Regions from separate parts of the Sus scrofa genome. Here regions 2, 3, 4 and 5 are each linked to region 1. A link is a contact called in public Hi-C and HiChIP or PLAC-seq data. All regions are on one chromosome and are shown on one strand. The core of a region is the stretch at or near the end of the contact, and the rest is flanking DNA. Distances in the headings are between cores, read along the strand shown.

Evidence for each region. Hi-C and Micro-C count contacts between places; a contact is called where the count stands out from the background. HiChIP or PLAC-seq counts read pairs in DNA pulled down with a chosen protein or histone mark.
Region 2: a contact with region 1 is called in a Hi-C map of liver, with 5 times the contacts expected there. The contact joins two enhancer-like sites. A contact is called at or near these places in 2 of 5 promoter capture datasets (fetal liver and liver), 29 of 47 Hi-C or Micro-C datasets (adipose tissue, alveolar macrophages, brain and 16 more) and 2 of 2 datasets of contacts at active chromatin or transcription factors (alveolar macrophages and skeletal muscle).
Region 3: an H3K27ac HiChIP or PLAC-seq map of alveolar macrophages shows a contact between it and region 1. The contact joins two enhancer-like sites. A contact is called at or near these places in 9 of 47 Hi-C or Micro-C datasets (embryonic fibroblasts, fetal heart ventricle, fetal liver and 5 more) and 2 of 2 datasets of contacts at active chromatin or transcription factors (alveolar macrophages and skeletal muscle).
Region 4: an H3K27ac HiChIP or PLAC-seq map of alveolar macrophages shows a contact between it and region 1. The contact joins two enhancer-like sites. A contact is called at or near these places in 1 of 47 Hi-C or Micro-C datasets (embryonic fibroblasts) and 1 of 2 datasets of contacts at active chromatin or transcription factors (alveolar macrophages).
Region 5: a contact with region 1 is called in an H3K27ac HiChIP or PLAC-seq map of alveolar macrophages. The contact joins two enhancer-like sites. A contact is called at or near these places in 6 of 47 Hi-C or Micro-C datasets (liver, omental adipose tissue, skeletal muscle and 1 more) and 2 of 2 datasets of contacts at active chromatin or transcription factors (alveolar macrophages and skeletal muscle).

Annotation. Positions count from the first base shown.
Region 1 is chr10:47,913,189-47,917,644 of Sscrofa11.1, forward strand. All of the region lies in intron 6 of FRMD4A (FERM domain-containing protein 4A), which reads left to right. Among named protein-coding and RNA genes, the nearest start is that of PRPF18, 210 kb to the right of the region's middle. Within about 2 kb of position 2,208, at least 8 of the 83 cell types and tissues checked have an H3K27ac peak or open chromatin away from gene starts, as enhancers often do. A contact at or near this core is called in alveolar macrophages, fetal liver, liver and 1 more, where this site is marked.
Region 2 is chr10:48,023,131-48,027,586 of Sscrofa11.1, forward strand. FRMD4A (FERM domain-containing protein 4A) reads left to right here. Exons shown (of 24, transcript XM_021064221.1): 20 at 1,924-2,161; 21 at 2,989-3,156. Among named protein-coding and RNA genes, the nearest start is that of PRPF18, 97 kb to the right of the region's middle. Within about 2 kb of position 2,296, at least 12 of the 83 cell types and tissues checked have an H3K27ac peak or open chromatin away from gene starts, as enhancers often do. A contact at or near this core is called in fetal liver and liver, where this site is marked.
Region 3 is chr10:47,812,164-47,816,619 of Sscrofa11.1, forward strand. The region is part of intron 2 of FRMD4A (FERM domain-containing protein 4A); the gene reads left to right. Among named protein-coding and RNA genes, the nearest start is that of PRPF18, 310 kb to the right of the region's middle. Within about 2 kb of position 2,633, at least 18 of the 83 cell types and tissues checked have an H3K27ac peak or open chromatin away from gene starts, as enhancers often do. A contact at or near this core is called in alveolar macrophages, where this site is marked.
Region 4 is chr10:47,832,401-47,836,856 of Sscrofa11.1, forward strand. All of the region lies in intron 3 of FRMD4A (FERM domain-containing protein 4A), which reads left to right. Among named protein-coding and RNA genes, the nearest start is that of PRPF18, 290 kb to the right of the region's middle. Within about 2 kb of position 2,126, at least 15 of the 83 cell types and tissues checked have an H3K27ac peak or open chromatin away from gene starts, as enhancers often do. A contact at or near this core is called in alveolar macrophages, where this site is marked.
Region 5 is chr10:47,998,071-48,002,526 of Sscrofa11.1, forward strand. All of the region lies in intron 15 of FRMD4A (FERM domain-containing protein 4A), which reads left to right. Among named protein-coding and RNA genes, the nearest start is that of PRPF18, 120 kb to the right of the region's middle. Within about 2 kb of position 2,676, at least 34 of the 83 cell types and tissues checked have an H3K27ac peak or open chromatin away from gene starts, as enhancers often do. A contact at or near this core is called in alveolar macrophages, liver and skeletal muscle, where this site is marked.

The sequences.
Region 1 (4,456 bases), core at 958-3,457:
CAGGGTTAATTTGCATATGCATCAGATAATCCAACTGTTCCTCTCTGTGGCTTGGTTTTTCTCATTTCTGCCTTCGTTGTTTTCCCCGGGACCTCCCTTTTGGAGCCCTCCGTCCTGCTCCAGGCTGCACGTGGCCTCGTTCATGGCCCTCAGGCCCAGGATGCTCCTTCCGTCCCATCCTCACCCCCGCTCTGGGCAGGGTGCTCTGCTTCTTCCTGGACCTCCTGTCTTCCTCCTGAGTTTTGGGGGGGGGTTTTGTTTGTTCGTTTTGCTTTTTTAGGGCCACACCTGCAGCATGTGGAGGTTCCCTGGCTAGGGGTTGAATCGGAGCTACAGCTGCTGGCCTACGCCACAGCCACAGCCAACACCAGATCTGAGCTGCGTCTGCAACCTACACCACAGCTCACGGCAACACCGGATCCTTAACCCACTGAGCGAGGCCAGGGATCAAACCTCCAACCTCATGGTTCCTAGTGGGATTCGTTTCTGCTGCGCCATGACGGGAACTCTGTCTTCTTGTGTTTTGCTTTATGCCATTGTTTCCCTGGAGAACATCCTGCCGTAATCCAGAGAAGGTGGACAGGGGCCATAAAATGTTGGGGTCTTTGCGCATCTGAAAGAGTCTTTGTTCCACCTTCGTCTTTGAGTAATAGTTTGACTGGAAGTGGAGATAAGGGAATGTTTTCTCTCAGAATATCAGAGGGGTTGCCTCGGAGCCTTGGAGAGCTGCTCTGGGGGCGTCTGCTGTGCTCACACTCTATTTGGACTCACGCTCACCTCCACCACCGGCAACAGGATCTTTCAGGATTTCCTCTTTATTCCTCTTCATCTGAAACTTCAGGGTGTGTGCCCAGAAGTGGGTCTTTATAAACCCACTATGTTGGGTATCCCATGGGTGCTTTAGCCTGGAATCGGATTCTGCTTTAGTTCTGGGAGGTGTTTTGTATTCTTTCCTTCTTTTTTCTTTTTTCTGTTTTTTTGGCCAACCCCGACATTTGGAGTTCCCACACCAGGGACCAAACCTAAGCCACAGCTGCAACGTAAGCCGTAGCTGCAGCAATGCTGGATCCATAACCCACTGTGCCGGGCTGGGGATTGAACCTGCGTCCCAGCACTCCCAAGACGCCGCCAATCCCACCGCGCCACAGTGGGAACTCCTCGCATTCCTTCTTTGATGATGTCTGTTGCCTCTGTGCTCTCCTTCTGGAGCTCCCGTTAATCCAGTACCCGACTTGGCCTCCTGCTTCAATACCTGGTTTCTCTTATTTTCCATCTTTGTCGTTTTGTTTTACTTTATGGGCGATTTCCTCAATGTTACCTTTAATCTCCTCTCTTGACTTTCCAACCTTTGCCATCATGTTTTGAATATCCAAGACTTCCTTCACATTATCTGATTTTTCTTTGTATACTTACAATCCTATTACTGTTTTTGAACCTAATAGGCTCATCCCTCCAATCCTAGTAATTATCCTGCCTGTTCTGTGTGCTTGCTGTTTCTTCCGATTTCTTTATTTCTTTCCTGTTTCTTGATTTTGGTCTCCGTGTTGCCTGTAGGAAGCGTTCCAGCCACATTTAAGAGGGGCCTCACTCCAAAGCTGCGAGTGCCCAGGTGGAGTCGGTCAAACCCCTGGGACCATCCCTGTGGAGTGTCCCGGAGGAGAGCTGGTTCTTTCAGTGGGAACCCCAGGCATCAGTGCTTGGTGTTTTTTTCTCGTGGTGATGCATTGTCTCCAGAGGATGTCATGTCTTACTTCCCTCGAGGATGTCCCCTCCCACTTCCAGGGTCTGGGGGAGGGGGTGGCCTCCATTGCGATGTAACCCGCTTTGCGTCCCTGAGATCTCAGTTCACCTCATTCCAGCTTCCTGTGCATCTTCTCCAGAGAGCAAACCTCTGTTCTCTTCAACAGCACAAAAGTAGAGAAGGGTGTTTTGTTTCGTTTGTGTCTTTGTTTTGTCATTTTTCCCCCAACCACGCGTGCCAGCCCCCACCCCCTACTCTTCCTTCACCAGGAAACAGAAAGCCTAACTCAGTGAATTTCCCGCTCACTTCTCCTTGCTTTACGGTCCCTGACTTTATACCGAAAGAGCAGGAAATTACAGTCAGAATCTGTCCAAGTTGCAGAAAGTTAGAATCTGATCAGGAGGGAGCAGAAGGAAGTACTGGACTGGGTCACAGACACCCCACGTGGCCACTTGTTCCAGCAGCATCTCTGTTGTGTTTTGACTCACGAAGGGGACCAGTCGAGGAGGGAAAGGAAACTTATGACCAAGGGTGGCTGAAACTCATTTAGAGATGTGTGTCTGGATCTGAGGGACCCCAGGGGAAGTCAGCCTGGGGTGATGTGTGTTTCCTGGAAGCAGAGCTTTCCTGCCAAGCTCTCCATCTGGTCGCCTCTCTCTTTGGATATAGCTTCCAGTGTCCACTGGAGAGGCCCATCGGTCAGCCGCGAGGGGGGCAGTGGACTTGTCAGACTAGAGGGAATGGTGGGTGGATGTGATTCTAAACTCAGCTCTCCCCCCACCTTCAGGGTTGACTCCTGCCTGCTTGGAGTTCTCCACTGACAAAGCGAGATTTCTGTTAGACATTTTCAAAATTGTTGATAAACTTTCAAATGCTTTGCAAACAGCAAAGGCTAAGCCATAAAATACCAGGGCTTTTTTTTTTTTTTTCTTCTTTCTTTGCATTAAAAAAGTTTTTATTGGTATTCCCACTGTAGCCTAATGGAATCAGCAGCATCTTGGGAGCACCGGGACACAGGTTTGATCCCCAGCCCAGCGCAGTGGGTTGAGGATCCAGCATTGCCACAGCAACAGCTTAGGTCTAAACTGCGACTCTGATCTGATCCCTGGCCCAGGAACTCCATGTGCCTTGGGGTAGCCAACAAAAGAAAAAAAAAATATTATGGAAGTTATAGGCATTCAATATAGTGATTCACAACTTTTAAAAATTATACTGCATTTATAGTTACTGTAAACTATTGGCTATATTCCCATGTGTATGCTATATCATTGTAGCTTATTTTTTTTAAGAGTAAAAACCCTGGGAGTTCCCACTGTGGCTCAGTGGGTTAAGAATCCAACTGCAGCGGCTTGGGTTGCTGTGCAGGTGCAAGTATGAACCCTGGCCCAGCACAGTGAGTTAAAAGATCTGGAATTGCCGCAGCTACAGCGTAGGTCAGAGCTGTGGCTCGGGTTCAATCCCTGGCCCAAAAACTTCCATGTGCCAAGGGTGTGGCTGGAAGAAAAAAAAAAAAGCGTAAAAACTCTTCATTTTGTTGGCGTTCCATTGTGGTTCAGTGGTTAATGAATCTGACTAGTAACCATGAGGTTGCTGGTTCAATCCCTGGCCTTGCTCAGTGGGTTAAGGATCCGGCGTTGCCGTGAGCTGTGGTGTAGGTTGCAGATGCGGCTCGGATCCTGAGTTGCTGTGGTTCTGGCGTAGACTGGCGGCTACAGCTCCGATTGGACCCCTAGCCTGGGAGCCTCCTTATGCCATGGGAGCGGCCCAAGAAATGGCAAAAAAAAAAACAAACAAAAACCTCTATTTTATTTACTAATTTTTTATAATTATTACTATTGTCTCTTTTTGGCTTTTTAGGGCTACACCCGCGACATATGGAGGTTCCCGGGCTAGGAGTCAAATTGGAACTGTAGCTTCCAGCCTACACCACAGCTCACAGCAACACCAGATCCTTATCCCACTGAGCGAGGCCAGGGATCGAACCCACACCCTTGTGGTTCCTAGTCGGATTCGTTTCCCCTGTACCACGATGGGAATTCCTATTAATTTATTTTTACTTGAAATATAGTTGATTTACAGTGTTGGGTCAGTGTCTGCTGTGCAGCAAAGTGATTCAGTTGTACATCCATATATATTCTTTTTTATGTTCTTTTCCGAAATGTGCGTGTTTTTCAATTTTTAAAATGAAGGAGTCCATGAGATTAGAGGGCTGAAGGTTGTCAGGGACATAAAGAACTCTGAACTCCAGCTTCCAGGGCTCCTCAGGCCTCAGAGGAGTGATTTGATACTTAACATGGCCTGAGGTGGCTGAAGTGAGGGACCGGCCAGAATAACTGGCTGCGCTGTTAGGAATCTCATGTTTGAACGGAAGCGGTCGACGTCCGCTCTTTCAATACGTCCATCACATTTCAGCGGTTGATCTCAACACTTCATCTGTCTGACCACAAAAACCAGAGAAGCAGGACCCATGTCCCTGTCTCAGGGTGGGCAGAGATGTGTCTCCTTAGGTTGGAGGGAGCATCGGCCTGAGCATTTGTCCCTAAGTTACACATGAAGTAAACTAAAACTGTTTACAGTCACCTTCCATTGACCTGTCACCGACCTGGGCGTATGGTCAGTGCTCAGTAAATTGTTTCCAGTTGATTACTTTCCAATTCCAGGGAGCAAGGGTTTGCATATTTCCTGGGAAATTACCACGTTCCGAGCCTACACATA
Region 2 (4,456 bases), core at 1,046-3,545, 110 kb after region 1:
AGTTTCCTTTTGCGTATTTATAAATTTCTGGAGGAAAGAGGTGGACATGGGTTTGGATCACAAAGATTGAAACCGTCTAGGGGCCCCTGGGGGCGGCTGGAAGAAAACAAGCCTCTTTTCTTCCTGAGAAATAGTGAAAGTGAAGGAAAGCTGTCTCTAGAGACTCCTGGTCAGGCCTAGAAAACGGTCTCTGTTCCCGCTGACCTCAAAAAACCTAGTGATTCTCAGGATGTTTTTCTGGGACATTTTTACCCAAATAGAGGTGATCCCCCAGCCCATCGTCACCGCCACCACCACTGCCATCATCACGTCACCCCTTCTGCCACCATCACCACCACCATCAGCACTGTCACCACCACTGCCCATCAGGGACCAAGGAACCCCAAACACAAAACCCACGCCAAGAATGTTCGGGTGGATTTAAACCCAAACTGGGGAGGTCAAGGCACTAATGACATGGCGGTGAATTTTTTTGCCCTTTAGCAAAACTTCAGCTGGGCAGTGATAAGTGGCTGTTCAGACAGCAGACACAGAAGATGTCCCCAGCTCCTGGTCATAATGATAATTGCAAGGAGAATAATCATCACTGATGTGGGGAGAGGCTGGCAGACTATTTACCCCATTGTCTCAGGCCTGCTACTCAGTCAGATCTTCATATTTTTATTCGTTACACAGGTGGGAGGAAACTTTGGGCCTGGGGGGAGCAGAAGGGTCTTTTGAATATCAGAGACCCCACCCTGGTTTTGGCCTCTGTGGACTCCAGTCCCTGCAGGGGAGGAAACTGGAACACTGGGGGCAGATTCCTTTGCAAGGAGTTGGCGGGGTTGGGGAGGGGGGCATATCAGTGGCTGATTTTGATGCATCGCTTGTGATCAGGGTTTCCTCCCAAAGCTCCAGCCCCTGGGCCTCCCAAGGGGCATTGCTGCCCCCGCCCCCCGCCCCCAATCACAGGCTTGCTCCTTCCAAGGGCCCTTTCCTTTACTGACTTGAGGGGCAGAAGAGTAGAACTGTAGCCTTGGGCTGGATTTCAAGGTTAGGAGATGGAGAATTAGGCCCTGAAATGAATAAGGCTCAGATGTGTTAGAGCCTTTCTCCCATGAAGGCAGGGGAAAATCTTGTATTTGTGGCCCCTTTTCTTCCCAAAGAACCTGAGGCATTTCCACAATGAAAAAATCATACAGGGGGAGGGACAGGTGACCTGGGGGTTTGGGATGGAAATGTTCTGAAATTAGGTTGTGATGATTGGTTGTTCAACTATAAATATAAAATGCATTGAATTGATAAATAAACTTTCAATCATGTAAAAAAAAATCATACAGGGACATATTAAAAGATGAGAGAGAGTTCTGAAAGAAAAAAAAAAAAAAAAAAACAGGGTAGATGCCCAGAGCCACCAGCAGAATAGGATACTCAACAGACTTCCATTCATTTTTTTTTCCAACAAATATTGATTGAGCACCTACTCTGTGTCGAGAATCAGTCTAGACAGGGAGGATAGAGCAGTGAACAAAGCAGAACCTGATAGACCTGAAACTGCCCCGAAGCAGATGAGATGCTTACAGTCTCTTGAAAGAAAACGTACAGTAAATGCAAGGATGACTACCTTTTGCTATTGGTATGAAGCAGCCATTTGTTGGTACTGAACGAAATCGAGGCTTCACTTCATTTGTCCTTAATTAGAAATGACATCTCTCTTCCTATTGGATGCTGCCCGAAGTTCAGACTGTGTGTTCTGGTTTGACGTGACTGGGCAGCTGGGGAAGGGCAGGGTGGGGTGGAGGAGGGGGCCTCTCTGTGATGCTGTGAGTGCCCCCGGGCTCCCCGGCGCTGATGTCTGCTGTCCTGGCGGAGGTGCGGCGGGGTCTGCCGGGCAGGTGGGAAGGATGACTCTTGCTCATGTCTTCTTTTTCCGTCTTTGCACAGAAGACTCTCAGGTCACCAGCACACTGTCCCCCTTACAGTCCCCTCACAAGGGGCTCCCTCCTCGGCCACCATCGCACAACAGGCCGCCTCCTCCTCAGTCCCTGGAGGGACTCAGGCAGATGCACTATCACCGCAACGACTATGACAAGTCGCCCATAAAGCCCAAAATGTGGAGCGAGTCCTCTTTAGATGAGCCTTATGAGAAGGTCAAGAAACGTTCGTCCCACAGTCACTCCAGGTAAACTGGGCCGGGAGGGCCGCAGGAGGTCACTGCCCATTCCTGGGAAGAACCCCAGGGCTGCCCTAAATAACAGCCCCAGAGCCCAGACCGCGCCACCTCGGGCTGCACCCACAGCGCCCTCTGCTGCTGATCCTCTGGAGATGCAGATTTGTCGTTTACGGCTAGGGTTTTGGCTCCCGTCCCCGCGTTGGCAGCTAGCTTGAGGGTTGTTAAATTCCCCAGGAGTTAATTAGGAAATCTGAGGCAGCACTGTTCCGAAACGGCAAATGAGAGTCCATTCATAAGACTCCCAAAGTGGCTCAGAACCCGACACCATCATCCGACAGAATTCCGGAGCCAAACAGCTGTAATCGTAGCTGCGTATTATCAGCTCGTTACTCAGCCGATATTGGAGAGAGGGGTCTGGGAAGCCGTTTTCAGTCTGCTCCTCTGTTTTTCTCATTTCCTTTCATTATACCTTACAAAGCTCCCAGTGGGTGCCCAGACAGGTAAATATACGTCTCTTGGAAAGAAAAAATATATATATATATCAGAGGCTGTGGTTGAGGACAGGGGCTTCACAGAACAGTCACACTGCCTGTTCTGAGACGCCTGGGGAGGGTCTTTTTCTCCCAGGGTCAGGATTAAGGTCACCCACCCACTTCTGGGGGAAAGGCTGAGAGCCAAAGTGGAGGTCTGAAGGTCGAGGGTGGGAGTCCTGGGCGGGAGTGCTGGGCAAGCTTTCATGACCCCTGAGCTTGCTGTCCCAAGGCCATAGTCCGCTCCCTGGGGAAGAGGTGTGGTTCTGTCCAGTAGTGACCAGCCGGGCCTCCTCTGGTTCGCAGCAGCCACAAGCGCTTCCCCAGCACGGGGAGCTGTGCCGAAGCAGGAGGGGGAAGCGGCTCCCTGCAGAACAGCCCAGTCCGCAGCCTCCCGCACTGGAACTCGCAGTCCAGCATGCCGTCCACGCCAGACCTCCGAGTCCGCAGTCCCCACTACGTCCATTCCACGAGGTGAGTCCACCCACCTCCCTCCCTAGACCAGACCTTCCTTTGTAAGATTGGTGTTGCCGGCCGGCAAACTGGTCCAGATGACTGGTAAACTGGAGTCAGGACTGAACCAAGGAGGTAGGTTCTTCTTAAAGTGAAACAATCAGAAACTGGGCTGGCCACATTTAGAACAGATAAGCAATGGGGTCCTGCTGTTCAGCACGGGGAACTAGATCCAGTCACTTGTGATACAGCATGATAGAAGATAACATGAGAAAAAGAATGTATATGTGTGTGTGTGTGTGTCTGGGCCACTTTGGCTATACAGCAAAAATTGACAGAACCTTGTAAATCAACCATACCAACTTTTTAAAAAAAAAAACTGATCTGGCAGCTGGAAGCCCGTGCTAGCTAAGGGATCCATTCTGTCCCTCTGTCCACATCCAGTGGATACAGGGAGTTGGTCAGAGAATTCCCTGGAGACTGTGGGCATGGAAGGAGCCTTCCTAATTGAAATGGAAGCAGGAGCAGCTCCCCAGATCAGCAGGGGAAGCACATGGGAACCAGAACCGCATTGCCCGGATGGGGTGATCTTTATTGATCTGTTCTCATGTATCTTTCCACTAGAGCCTGAGTTTATCCCAGACTTCCTTTAGGGTCCCAAGGTATAAATTCATTAATGAGCAAAAGTGAGGCTTCAGTGAATCACACCTTCCTTTGCTAAAAAGACACCAAACCAAAGCCGTCGCCCTGATCTCTTTTTTCTTTTTTTTTTTTTTTTTTTTTTTTTTGTCTTTTTGCTATTTCTTGGGCCGCTCCTGCGGCATATGGAGGTTCCCAGGCTAGGGGTCGAATCGGAGCTGCAGCCACCGGCCTACGCCAGAGCCACAGCAACGCGGGATCCGAGCCTCGTCTGCAACCTACACCACAGCTCACGGCAACGCCGAATCGTTAACCCACTGAGCAAGGGCAGGGACCGAACCTGCAACCTCATGGTTCCTAGTCGGATTCGTTAACCACTGCGCCACGACGGGAACTCTGCCCTGATTTCTTTAAAGCCAAGTCCATGGGGACTGTAGCTGAAGGGTGGGTGGTGTGATCTTCCGTAAGCGGTGATCTGTCTATAAGGGGGTAAGATTGAGCTCTCCAGGCAAGCGTCTCTCGTCATTCATTCGTTCACTCATTCATGCAGCAGATATTCATCAAGTGCCTCTGTACCAGGTGCTGTTCTTGGGCCCAAAGCACTGGACAGAACAGACCACACCATACTCTCATCAGACTGACATTTTAGGGAACCAAGTGCCTGTAAAGTAGTAAGTGAAGG
Region 3 (4,456 bases), core at 1,383-3,882, 100 kb before region 1:
ATCGTCTTTATCCATTCACCTCTCGATAGACATTTAGGTTGATTCCACGTCTTGGCTATTGTAAATAGCACTGCTGTGAACATTGGGGTGCATCTATCCTTTCGAGTTAGAGTTTTCTCTGGACCTATGCCCAGGAGTAGGATTGCTAGATCATATGCTAGCTCTATCTTCAGTTTTTTAAGAAACCTTCATACTGTTTTCCATAGCTACTGCAACAAGGTACATTCCCACCAACAGTGTAGGAGGGTTCCCTTTTCTCTACACCCTCTCCAGCATTTATTATTTATAGACTTTCTAAAGATGGCCATTCTGACCACTGTGAGGTGATACCTTGCTGTAGTTTTGATTTGCTTTTCTCTAATAATCAGCTGTGTTGAACAGCTTTTCATGTGCCTAGTAGGCCATCTATTTCGTAACAACAAAGGTAACAATCCAATCACTGTATAAAATGTTTGGTTATTTTCCATTCATGGTCATCAATTAAAAAGATTTTCAGCTCCTATTTTCTTATTCAAATTTCACCCAAGTACTTAACGCAGCCAGGTAAACTGCAGAAATAAGGCCAGAGCCTAAGTGTTTTAGATGCTTGTGTGAGATTTTTTTTTTTCCAATTGCACCACCCCCATCTGAGTGCTCTGAAAATACGGACAGTGTCCCCATAGTGTGAGAAATCGGCATGGCAATTTGCAGACTATTCATCCAAAATTATTTAAGCACCTGATAATCTTCAAGGTATTAAATAAAATAAATCTGCATGAGAGGTGGTCCATCTTCTTGGAGCCCGATTAAACAGGCGCACACACAGGCAGCAGACTAAAAGCATTAAACAAACGTAAAAACAAGGAGAGTATTTATAGAGCATAACAGCCACATCCAGAACAAGGATATATTTTAGGGGATCTTCAGGGGCAGCTTATGGGCTTTGTTTGCCTAGACAGGGTGGAGTGTATCTGTCATTTTATGGAGAAACTATAAGCTGTCATTTGTTTGTGGTCCCGTCTTCCTTTATTGTGGGAAGTATGGTTTCTCTAGCCCACCGCAATTGAGTTTGTCTGCCCTCCGGTTCCTAAAGTTGTAACTTTATCAATGTGCCTTTTAGATCCAGCAATCTAAAACTTCCAACTTGGAAAGATCTAAATTTATCTTCATAGTATTATCCAAAGAATAATATTCAGAACGACAGTCCTTTGGGGTTTTTTTTTTTTTTTGGGAGGGTTTTTTTTTTTTTTTTAATGTGGTTAGGTTCTTCTATTCTTGCTGTCAGTAGAGCTGATAGCATTCCTAAAGAACTAACGAAACCCAAGTGAAAAAAAAAAATCCCCAAAACTGTATGTTTATACTGTGGCTTTGGGGTTTTTTGGTTTGTTTTTGGCTGCCCCACAGCATATGGAGTTCCCCGGCCAGGGGCCAGATCTGAGCCACCGTTGTGACCTAAACCACAGCTGCAGCAACGCCGGATCCTTAACCCATTGTGCCGGCCCAGGGATCGAACCTGCATCCCGGCACTCCCAAGATGCCGCCAATCCTGTTGTGCCAGAGTGTAAACTCTGGCTTTGTGTTTTATAAGGGAAATAGAAAAAAGCTAATTTGTGAGCATCCTTGCTTCTTGTTTGTGAAAGGTGTGATCCAGGAGTTCGCGTCGTGGCTCAGCCAAAATGAATCCGAATCCATGAGGACACAGGTTTGATTCCTGGCCTCGCTCAGTGTTTTAAGGATCCAGCGTTCCTGTGAGCTGTGCTGTAGGTCACAGATGCGGCTCTGATATGGTGTTGCTGTAGCTGTGGTGTAGGCTGGCAGCTGTACCTCCAGTTCAACCCCTAGCCTGGGAACCTCCATGTGCTGGGGGGTGTGGCCCTAAAAAGACCAAAAAAAAAAAAAAAAAAAAAAAAAGAAAGAAAGAAAGATGAGAGTGAGGCATCTTGTGTTATCACAGCTTTCCTTGTTGACTAGAAGATGAAGATGAAAATAGTACAACATAGGCCAGCCCCTTCCCATCAGACCCTCCCTGGTGAGGTTGCCTGTCAGACTGGCTTTGAAAAGACTGGGTTTGGCTACTTATCAATGTTCTGTAAATACGATCGCCCAAAGGAACCTCGCTCTACTAGTCCTCCAGATCAGCCAATGCTTGGCTGAGTTTCCCTTTGTTATGACTAGTTCCACCTGTGGTTTTTTGATTACCCCGTTCCTCTTCCTCCTAAGGGTTAAAAATCATTGTCCTGTGATAGATGACTCACCAGTCTGCCCAGCTCTTCCTCTTTGCTCCCTTACTGGTAGTCAGCTCTGCTGGCCTTTCATCAGCAGTTCCTCCAATGCCATGTTCATATGTTTTCTTCCCAGACTCTTTTGGGTGAGGTGCCCACTGCCACTGCCATGGTTCAAGGCCTCCTTTCTTCCCTGAGTTATTGTAAAATCATCACAGTATCCCTTTCCCACCCTCTATTGCACATGCGCACTCGTACACACACACACACACACACACACACACACACACACACACACACACTCTCTCTCTCTCTCTCTCTCTCTCTCTCTCTCTTTCTCTCTCACTCTCTCTCTCTCTCTCTCCATCTCTTCTTGCCCCTCCCTTCATCCTCTGTAGATCACAGCCCTTAACACGGAATAAAAATCTCCACCACAACCTGGCAGCCTCTTATTTCTTAAACTTCTTTCCCATTGTCCTTCATATACTGTCTTAGTCTGTTCAGGCAATGACAACAAAATCCTCGGTGGCTTATAAATAACAGACATCCTTCTGGAGGCTGGGGAGTCGCGGTACCAGCACATTTAATGTCTTCTGAGGACCTGCTTCTTGGTTCATGGATGGTGCTTTCTCCTTGTGTCCGCAGGAGGTGGGAGGGGCGAGGGAGCTCTTTGGGGCCCCTTTCCTAAGGGCGCTAATCCCATCCAGGAGGGCTCTACCCTCATGACCTCATCACCTCCCAAAAGCTCCCCCCCCACCCCGTCCTCATCCCGTCACAGTGGGGGTTGGGATTCAGCACAGGGATTCTGGGGGTCTGCGTGTCCACACAGCCGCCACACACCTTTGCCTTTGCCCACGTACGGATGACCTTTTCTGGACATCAGCCTCTTGGAGATGGTCACCCATCCCTTCTCTGCCAGGACACCCTTGCTCCTTCTGCAGTGCCAGCCTCCAGTGTTATCTCCTCCTGTTCCTCCCAGCAGAGCGGGTCCCCCTCACCGCTTCTCCTGCAGCCTCCCCGCCAGATTGCTGCTCTGGTTGGATCCCAAATTCAAATGACCCGTAATGTGTGTCTCCCACTGTAGCTTCCAAGGGAAGGATTATGTCTTTTTTTAATTGAAGTATGGTTGATTTGTATTGTGTTAATTTCTGGTGTATATCAAAGTGATTCAGATATATATATATATATGCATATATCAGATTTATATATATGTACACATATGTACGTATATACATGTATGTACATATGTATGTTCTTTTTTTTTAGGGACACACCTGTGGAATATGGAAATTCCCAGGCTAAGGGTCGAATCAGAGCTGCAGCTGCCAGCCTATGCCACAGCTACAGCCACGCCAGATCCAAGCCACGTCTGCAACCTATACCACAGCTCATGGCAATGCCAGACACTTAACCCAATGAGCAGGGTCAGGGATCAAACCTGTATCCTCATGGATACTAGTCAGTTTTGTTACCACTAAGCCACAATGGGAACACCTATATTCTTTTTTAGATTATTCTTTTCTATTAAAAGAAGATAATGACTATGGTTCCCTGTGTGGCAGATCTTCTTTGTGTATCCATTTTATATGTAGTAGTGCGTATCTGTGGATTTAACTTTTTGGTAAGGTTGTTTTCCTTTTGGTAAGTTTGTTTTCAAAGTCTTTGAGACTGTTTCTGTTTTGTAAATGAGTTGAGTTATATCATTTTTTAAGATTCCATGTATAAGTGATGTTATATGATATTTGTCTTTCTCTTTCTGACTTACTCAATGTGGTAATCTCTGGGTGCATCCATGTTGCTGCAAATGGCATTATTTCATTATTTTTTATGGCTGAATAATATTCCACATATATATGGTATATATGTACCATATCTTCTTTATCCATTCATCTGTTGATGGACATTTAGGTTGCTTGCATGTCTTGGGTATTGTAAATAGTGCTGCAGCGAACATGGCGGTGCCTGTATCTTTTTGAATTAGAGTTTTCTGGGGATATGTGCCCAGGAGTAGGATTGCCAGATCATATGGTAATTCTGTTTTTAGTTTATAAGGAATCTCCATACTGCTTTGCATAGTAGAGTTACCAATTAACATTCCCATCAACAGTGTAGGAGGGTTCCCTTTTCTATGCACCCGCTCCAGCATTTATTGTTAGGTTTGTTGTTTGTTTGTTTGTTTTGCTATTTTAGGGTTGTTTGTTTGTTTTGCTATTTTAGGGCTGCATCTGAGGTATATGGAGGTTCCCAGGCTAGGG
Region 4 (4,456 bases), core at 876-3,375, 81 kb before region 1:
ACTAGGATCCTTGAGGATGAGGGTTCCACCCCTGGCCTTGCTCAGTGGGGTAAAGAGCTGGCATTGTCATGAGCCACGGGGTAGGTTACAGACGCAGCTCGGATCTGCGTGGCTATGGCTATGGCATAGGCTGTCAGCTACAGCTCCGATTTGAACCCTAGCCTGGGCACCTCCGTATGCTGCAGGCGTAGCCCTAAAAAGACAAATTTTTAAAAAAGGGTGAATACTTTTAATAAGATTTCAATTGTTTTGTAAATGCAGTCTAGGGAAGAGAGCAGCCATGGGGAAAAGCTCATAACCATAGCAGATGAGTTCACCTGCTCTTCTCATTTTGGCAGATGTCTTTCCAGCATTTTTCCTATTTGTCTTTCGTACATGGTTGTAATCGTAATGTGTGACTAATTCTCTATATTTTTTTTCACTTAACATTTTTCCTGAGCCTTTTCCAAGTTACTGTAAATTTTCATCTTTGTTATTAGCTGCATAAATCCAGAAATGGATATGCCATTAGTATCGAATCCTTTACCCATTTGGCTACATTGAAGGTTTCTTCAGTTTTTCCATTATTACAAGTAAATGCTGATTAGTTTGTCCTTGTGTGTAGAGCTTTCCCTATATATTTTGGAGTATGTCCCTATTAGACTAGATTCCAAGGCCCATGGTCTTATTAAGGGTAGACATTTTGGAGTTCCCGTCGTGGCTCAGTGGTTAATGAACCCGATTAGTATTCATGAGGCTGCGGGTTCAATCCCTGGCCTTGCTCAGTGGGTTAAGGATCCGGTGTTGCTGTGAGCTGTGGTGTAGGTCGCAGATGTGGCTTGGATCCCGTGTGGCTGTGGCTGTGGCTGTGGCTGTGGTGCAGGCTAGCAGCTGCAGCCCTGATTTGACTTCTGTATGCCATTGGTGCAGCTATAAAAAGGAGGGGGAAAAAAGTGTTGACATTTTGGCCTGGATTTGGAGGGTGGGGCAGTGGATGGGACTATAAAATAAGTAAGAGCTCTTCAACTATCAGCATACAAATTAATAAAACTTCATAGTTTGAAATTGTTAGGAATCAGCTTGAGGAACTTTGGGGTGAGTGGTCTGGTGTGTTTAAGATGCCTTTTTTTTTTTTTTTTTCCAATGGCCACACCCATGGCATAGGGAAAGTTCTCAGGCCAGGGGCTGAATCTGAGCTGCAACTGCAACCTATACCACAGCTGTGGAACCCTGGATCCCTTAACCCATTCTGCCTGGCTGGGGATCAAACCCACACTCTGCAGTGACCTGAGCCGCTTCTGTTAGATTCTTAACCCACTGCGCCACAGTGGTAACTCCTAAGATAGATTTTTTTTTTTTTAAATATCAACTCATAGAGGCTTAGAAAGCAGCCTCCCTCTTAAAACAGAAACAAGACCTCAAGTGGCAGTGAAATGACGGTCTGGTGGCCGCCCAGCCCTGGGAAAGTATGAAGGGTGAGGGGTGGGGGGGATTTGAAGGGACTTGAGTCACAGAAAAGATATTTAATTACTCATGTGTGGCCGTTTTGGAGAGGTCATCCTCAGCCCGTTACAATCAAGAAAAGGATAAACTGGCCAAACAACAAGTGCATGCTCTTCCCATTCCTTTTTTAGCACATGCTTCGGAGGTTATTCCCTCTTCCTGGAACGCTCCTTCCTGGGCCCTCACCTCAGTCCCTGGCTGCTTTCTGATAAGCCTTCTGTTTACAGCTTAAAAAAATACTCCCCACCCCTTCCCAAGATTTCCCCTCTCACCCCGGCCGCTCTGCCCTCCCACGTCCGAGTGTCCGTGTTACTGAACCGAACTCGGGTCCACTCGCCCGCGCGCGAGCAGAAGCCGATCTGCTGACACCGGGTTGCAGCGGAGGAGAGCACAGCGTTCACTGCAGACCCCAAGCAAGGAGTCCAAGAAGCTAATGCTCAGAAGGTCCAAACTCCCTGATGGCTTTCAGGGAACGGTTTTAAAGACCGTGACAGAGAGGGTTGTGGGGTGTGTGATCAGCTCGTGGACATGCTTCTGATTGGTTGGCAGCGAGGTTATCAGGAGTCAGCATCATCAGCCCTCTGGTTCCTGCGGCCTGGGGTCCATGTGCTCGGGCTCATGGGCAGCATGTGATTCACTTCTTCCTCCTGGTGGAGGTTTCAGTATCTGCAGAGCAGCTCAAAGGTCATGGTTCAGAATATCACCTAGAGCCCTTGAGTCCTTGACTTTGTTTAAAGGCTAAAGGATGGTTATTTTGTCATGCTTGGTTGTTTTCCTTTTTTTCTGCGTTTGCTCACTTGTCTGATTAAACATATTCTTTGGAACTCAGGGAAGGCCTAGGAGGCTCAAGTGTGTCTACAAGTGAGGCAGGTGAGGATACGGCGGGGGTGAGGGTGCGTCTGTCCCAGGAAGGCACCCGAGGGTCCTGCTCCATTGCATTACTGTCCCCCTGAGGTTTCCCTCTTACTGTCACAGCTCATCTGCTATGACACAGTAGATGAGACAACTCACAGCCAAGCCTGTTTACTTGGCAGCATTTCCCAGAGCCATCAGCAGTTTGAGGACTGGTCTGTGTCATGATCATTGTGTATTCCCAGCACCCAGCCCAGTCTGGCACAAAAGAAACCGAAATAAACCCTCGTTGAATGAAAGAGTGGGCAAATCCTGAGACACCCTGGTAGGACCTCCCCAGAGGACGTCTTACTACAGAACCAGTTGCTCCATAGGGAATTGAATTTAGCACCAAAAATAAAATAGAATAAAACAGAATTAAATAAAATAAAAAAGAACAAAATAAAATCATATAAATGATCCTAAACTCCCTTCTGCATTATTGCAGTGTGGGCTTCAGCAAAACTTGGAGAAAGAAGGTTTAGCTTATTGGACCAAAGCCATCTTAAATATATGACCTTTTTATCCTACAGATGTCCAGGATTATATTCTTTCAATAGAAGCCTTTCTAAAGGGGACTCCATCTCTAAATTAATTTGGCCCCATCTCTAGGTTTTTAATAGCACAAAACTCCCCACTCTCCTTTTGGATCGAGCTCATAGACTGAAAACCTTGTTCCATTTGTACTTGAGTTGCCAATAGTAAGCATATGAAGGGCTGAAGGTTTTGCTCTTGTTGTTATCAGCAGTTCCAGAAAGTCTGTAATTAGCCTCAGACCCCACAGCGCCCTTACCTGATCTTTTGATCTGGATTCATGGAGACGAGTCGGGCAGGTGTTTCCTACATGCACCTCACGAGGGTGAGAAGACGGAGAGGCAGGTTTGGAGGAAAGGTTCATCTCTCCCAGAGACACACATGCGTTTCCACCCGAGGGGGACTGAATGAAGGACATCAGCAAATAGCATCAGACCAGGGAGGCTGGCTGACTTTTCAGCCACCGATGATTAGGGTAAGAGACTCATCAGCGGCTGTACCTCAGACCCTCAGCCGCAGGACTCCTGTCAACAGTGTGAGTGGTAGGAGGCTGAGCGGATGAGGAATCAACAACTGAGCACAACTGCCTCACCCCAGAAGGATGCTGGTAACCAGACTACCGCAGAGATTACTTCCTGCAGAAGTGCAGACCTGGCCTTTGTGGTGGAGCATTTCCTGGTGCTGGATTATAGCACAAAATGGCCAGCAGCCCAACATGGAAGGCTTATCATAAAGCCCCTTGGGGTTACCCAGTAGAATCTGTGCGGCCGCATGCCTGATGGCTGTGAGTAAATCCCACAGTACGTGTATGGCACAAAGGACAAAGGTCAAGGGTGCTCCTACTGGGATTTAATATTCAAAAGGATCATCCATCCGTCCACAGGCAGGTCCCCATAGATAGCCGTGACATTATCACGGGACCACCTCAGTCCATAAATGGCACTTAAGGACGGCGGGAAGGCTGCTGTGACGTGATGATGTGATTCGGTAACAAGGCAGGCCTTCAACCGCAGTCATCAGAGTGGGGCTTGGCCCGTCAAATCGCCTCCCATCCAACCTGGACATGATGCCATTTACTCCGTTGCCCAAAATTGTTTCCACCAATTAGAAATGTGCTCATAAATGCCTGCATCAGAACAGGAGAGGCCATCCTCCTGTGTATCTTTCAATCATCCTCTTCTTGAAGCTCCTGCAACCAGATGGGAGGGTGCCAGGGATGTTTTGTATTAAACTGAACTTCTCAAGTCTCATCTTCCTGTAGTCATTCCTTTAGAATGACATTCTTTACTTTTTCTTTTCTTTTCTTTTCTTTTTTTTCTGTCTTCTTGCTATTTCTTGGGCCACTCTCTCGGCATATGGAGGTTCCCAGGCTAGGGGTCAAATCGGAGCTGTAGCCACCGGCCTACGCCAGAGCCACAGCAACACCAGATCCGAGCCGCGTCTGTGACCCACACCACAGCTCACGGCAACGCCAGATCCTTAACCCACTGAGCGAGGCCAGGGATCAAACCCGAAACCTCATGGTTCCTAGTCGGATTCGTTAACCACT
Region 5 (4,456 bases), core at 1,426-3,925, 85 kb after region 1:
AACTAGGAACTATGAGGTTGTAGGTTCGATCCCTGACCTCACTGGGTGGGTTAAGGATCTGGTGTTGCTGTGAGCTGTGGTGTAGGTCACAGACGTGGCTCAGATCTGGCATTGCTGTGGCTGTGGTGTAGGCTGGCAGCTGTCGCTCCAGTTAGACCCCTCGCCTGGGAACTTCCATAGGCCGAGGGTATGGCCCTAAGAAGAAAAAAAAAAATTATAGCTTCTCTCATCAAAGAGTTGGCATATTATTTATTGACGTAAAATGGAGATAAAATATGTCCAACCATTAACAGCTTTGAAGGTGACTTTCCTCTTTGACAAGCGCACATCATTAGCAAGTCCTGGGCTTCGGGAATTTTAAAGGTACCTGAGGTCCCAGATGCTAAAGAAGGAAGAAATGTCATTGATGTCGATAAATTTAAAAGCATTATATTAATCTTTACCTACAGCCTCAGTTCTGAGGATTCTAGCGACTGAATTTTCTTTTCTCTTTGATGTCAACACCTTTGCATTTAAGTAACCTTAAAGTTAGTCCATTGCTTAGGCTCTTAAATCAGTATATTCCCAGTCAGATCAGATTGACCGTACAAAGAAAAAATTTCACATTTGGAAATATGTAACTTCAAAGTTAAAATAAAAGCCAGTGTAGGGAGTTCCCATTATGGCTCAGCAGGTTATGAACCCAGCTACTATCCATGAGGATGAGGGTTTGATCCCTGGCCTTGCTCAGTGGGTTAAGGATCTGGCTTTGATGTGAGCTGCAGCGTAGATGAAAGATGGCATTCCGATCTGGCTGGCACTGCTATGGCATATGCTGGCAGCTGCAGCTACAATTCATCTCCTAGCCTAGGTATGTCCATATGCTGTAGGTATGGCCCTAAAAAGAAAAAAATAAGTAAAAAATTAAAGCCAGTGCCATCTTAAAAAAAAAAGAAGTCAAAAGTCCACAGTTACTAATAGCCTAAATAAAAAAGTTCCGCAGAGTTGAAATGAATTACTGAGGCTTTGGGCCCAGACCCCCTGAATTCTCAGCTGTCCCATGTGCAACCGTAGCCCTAGTTGAGGCCCTGAGAGGTGGCGAGCCTTTTGAGCTGTGCTGGAGCAAAGGGATCAAACCCTTAGCTCCTGATCTAGGACTGGATGAGATTCAGGCCCTAGGAAGTTTATGGATCCCACATCCCAGACCCTTTGTGAAGGGGCTCTGGTGGCCAGGCTTTGAAAAGATGTAAGGATCCTTGTCCCAGAGCACATCTGCTGAGAGATGGCCCAGCCTTCCCAGGGTCCCCTGGAAGAGGGCACGTTGAGGCAGCTCAGGGCACAGCCCCCTCCTCCAAGCCCGCAGAAGCTCCCAGCCCGCCCCCCATCTTGGTCTCCTTACAGGTGATGCACCCCTGGGTCCCCAGCCAGGCTGCTAACTTGCAAGGTATGTAAGCAGGGGCCTTGTATTCACTTTGCCCGAAGAGAGCCTCCAAATTGGGGAAAGGGGGGAGGCTCAGATAGAGTGTGAGGGGACAATTGTGTAATCAAGCCATTTGGTTATGATGTTTTCAGGGGTCAGGACAAGCTTTCTAGATCCTGCTGTGGGAACTTGAAAGGGTTTATTCGTCTCTTCTTTACCAGCACCCCCCCCCCATTTCTTGAAATCTCAAAAAAGATTGGAGAGGGAGGAAAAAATGGAATAACAAAAAAAGCAACCTTGTGCATGGTCTTCCATAGCGACTCTGAAAGTGAGAGAGACAGGGTGGGGGAGTGTAGGATTATCCTAGCATTGCTTCTGGAATGTGCCATCCCACAACAGTTCTGATTTCAGTGGGAGAGTAGGGACTCAGGGAGATAGATTCCCCCCCCCCCCAGTCTATTTGAAGAAAATGGTACAAATTGGCTTAAGGAATACCCCCATGTTCTGCAGCTCCTCTTGGGTTGATGTGTTAACCACCCAAACACAAAAAAAATGTTGCCGCACATCCTTTCTTCAAGAAACAGAACAATGAGACTGATGGTGGCTCCTTGAATGGAAATACAGGGGCCGAAGCCACCCACTCTCTCCAAAACAAAACAGCCTGTTGTGTCTATAAATAGGAATGGAGCTGTGCAATTAATGACATGGCGGTTGAGTCATCTTCGTTGTGAAGAGCGGGATTGCCAAGAATGTGGTGATGGATCTTTGGCTTAAAAGAAAAAAAAAAAAGCACAGAAACCTGCAGTGTGCTGTGATCCGCCAGCCCTGACCCTTTCCGCTCTGGGAAAACATGTTGTACCAGGCATAGGGCTGCCCAGCCCCGGACCCGTCTCCATGCATGAGTCAGCTCTTCACACGGTCCCCTTCTCTGACCGCGAGCACTTCCTGCCATTGTTGGGAAGTTTATTAATAACTAATGTAACAATGAGGGTGCCAGCTCTCAGGCCAGAGAGCTGATCTGATAGGCGTCTGCCAGCTTGACGGCCAGGGTTATATTCAGCTCGAAATACACAGCCTGAAGTTGGTAGTCATCACATGATGTCTGGGGACTTTTTGCTTCTTCTTTTCGTCTTCAGCCTTTCTCTTTGGCTGTCGCTCTATCTCTTCCCTATATTTCTCTCCAGCCTTCGAAAGTTCTGTCTGTCCCCTCTCCTCTCAAGTCACGTGATGGACAGGAGTCCAGGGCCCTGTCAAGGGTTTGGTCATCGGCTTAGCGCTCTGCAGGTGGGCTCAGCGCGCAGCCCCACCAGGAGGCTGGCCCTCTGCAGGGTGTGTTTATACTGGACTGTGCATTCAGCCGAGGCTGCAAAATCTCTTTTGGTGGAATGGATGTTTCTGGCTATGCAGATGTTTCAACGGGCCTGAGTCGAAATTGTGCGCAGAAGGTAGCAGGCTTGTCCCTTTGCGCTTTCACCCTGTGATAGAAACCCAGTAAAAATTTCTCACTGAAACCTAATTTATGCTGATATATTGAAACCTCCAGGTATAAAGGAATATTTGCCTGCTGAAGAATTACCAGGACAGGGAGTTCCTGTTGTGGCTCAGCGGGTTACGAACCCAACAAGTGTCCACGAGGATGCAGGTTCAATCCCTGACCTTGCTCAGTGCGTTAAGGATCCCATGTTGCTGCAAGCATCAGTGTAGGTCGCAGACATGTTTTGGATCCAGTAGACATGTTTTGGATCCAGTGTGACTGTGGCATAGGCCAGCAGTGACGGCTCTGATTTAGCTGCTAGCCTGGAAACTTCCATATGCCACAGGTGTGGCCATAAAAAGCAAAAAAAAAAAAAAAAAAAAGAATACCAGGACAGAATGATCATTTGTAACCTAAGTGAACAACTTTGAAAATAATGGGATTTAAACATTGAAAAAGAAATATTCCTATCCCCTCTCACAGGCCTTGTTCTTTTCCCATTTATTGAGGCCAGCCCTCCTAATATTGCCGTCAAATAAAAGAATCTTGGAGCCAGAAAGATAAGCTTTCTTGTTTCACGATAGAGGAAATGGAACCCCTGTGAGTTACTCCTAACACTGGTTCCAACGAGGTATTTTACCAGATGCTGCTAAATTTTTTTTTTTAATCAGTTGTTCAATTTCTCTCTGTCCCTCCCCCACTCCTTTCTCTTTTTAATTATTTTTGTGCCCTTCACCGTTTGGTAAAAGTACCCCACTGACCACTTTTTTTCTTTCTTTCTTTCTTTTTTTTTTTTTTAAGAGCTGCACCCATGGCATGTGGAGGTTCCCAGGCTAGGGGTCCAATCAGAGCTGTAGCCACCAGCCTACACCACAGCCACAGCAACACCAGATCTGAGCCGCATCTGCGACCTACACCACAGCTCACGGCAACGACAGGTCTTCAACCCACTGAGCAAGGCCAGGGATCAATCCCACAACCTCAAAGATAGTATGTCGGGTTCTTAACCCGCTGAGCCACAACAGGAACTCCCTGAACCCTTTTTTTTTTTTCCCCCTGAGGCCCAGAGACTCCCAGCTGCCATCTTTTGATGCTTGCTTTTCAAAGCGCCCCCGTTTCACTGCTCTTTTCCATGAACTGTTTGATTTTTTAAATTTTCAACCCTACTGGCAAGAGTTCCAAGCACTCACTTTTCATGTGAAAAAAAGAAAAAAATCGCATTTGATTCCGAGATGCTCTCCAGAGGTGCCCCATTTATCCCCATCTGCTATGTGGCTCTATTTCCCGTGGTCTCTGAGGACCCCGGGATTCCTCTGTAAGGAATTCTTCATTGAGGATTTGGAAGGCAAATAAATAGCTCTTGAGCATAGAGAAGGCTTTAAGACCTTTCCTTCCTATTTATTCCTGGGGTGTCTGCCAAAACTTTTCCTTTACAGCTTTTACAGATCTGCTGGGAATATGCCTTCTTCCTTTTTTTTCCTTTTTTCCCCCTCAAAGTTAAACAGACAGATTGTCATTTCCTTCCCTTTCAGGACAACAGATTTCTTTCTTCTTTGGGGGTACTGTTTGTCTGGAATTTCCCC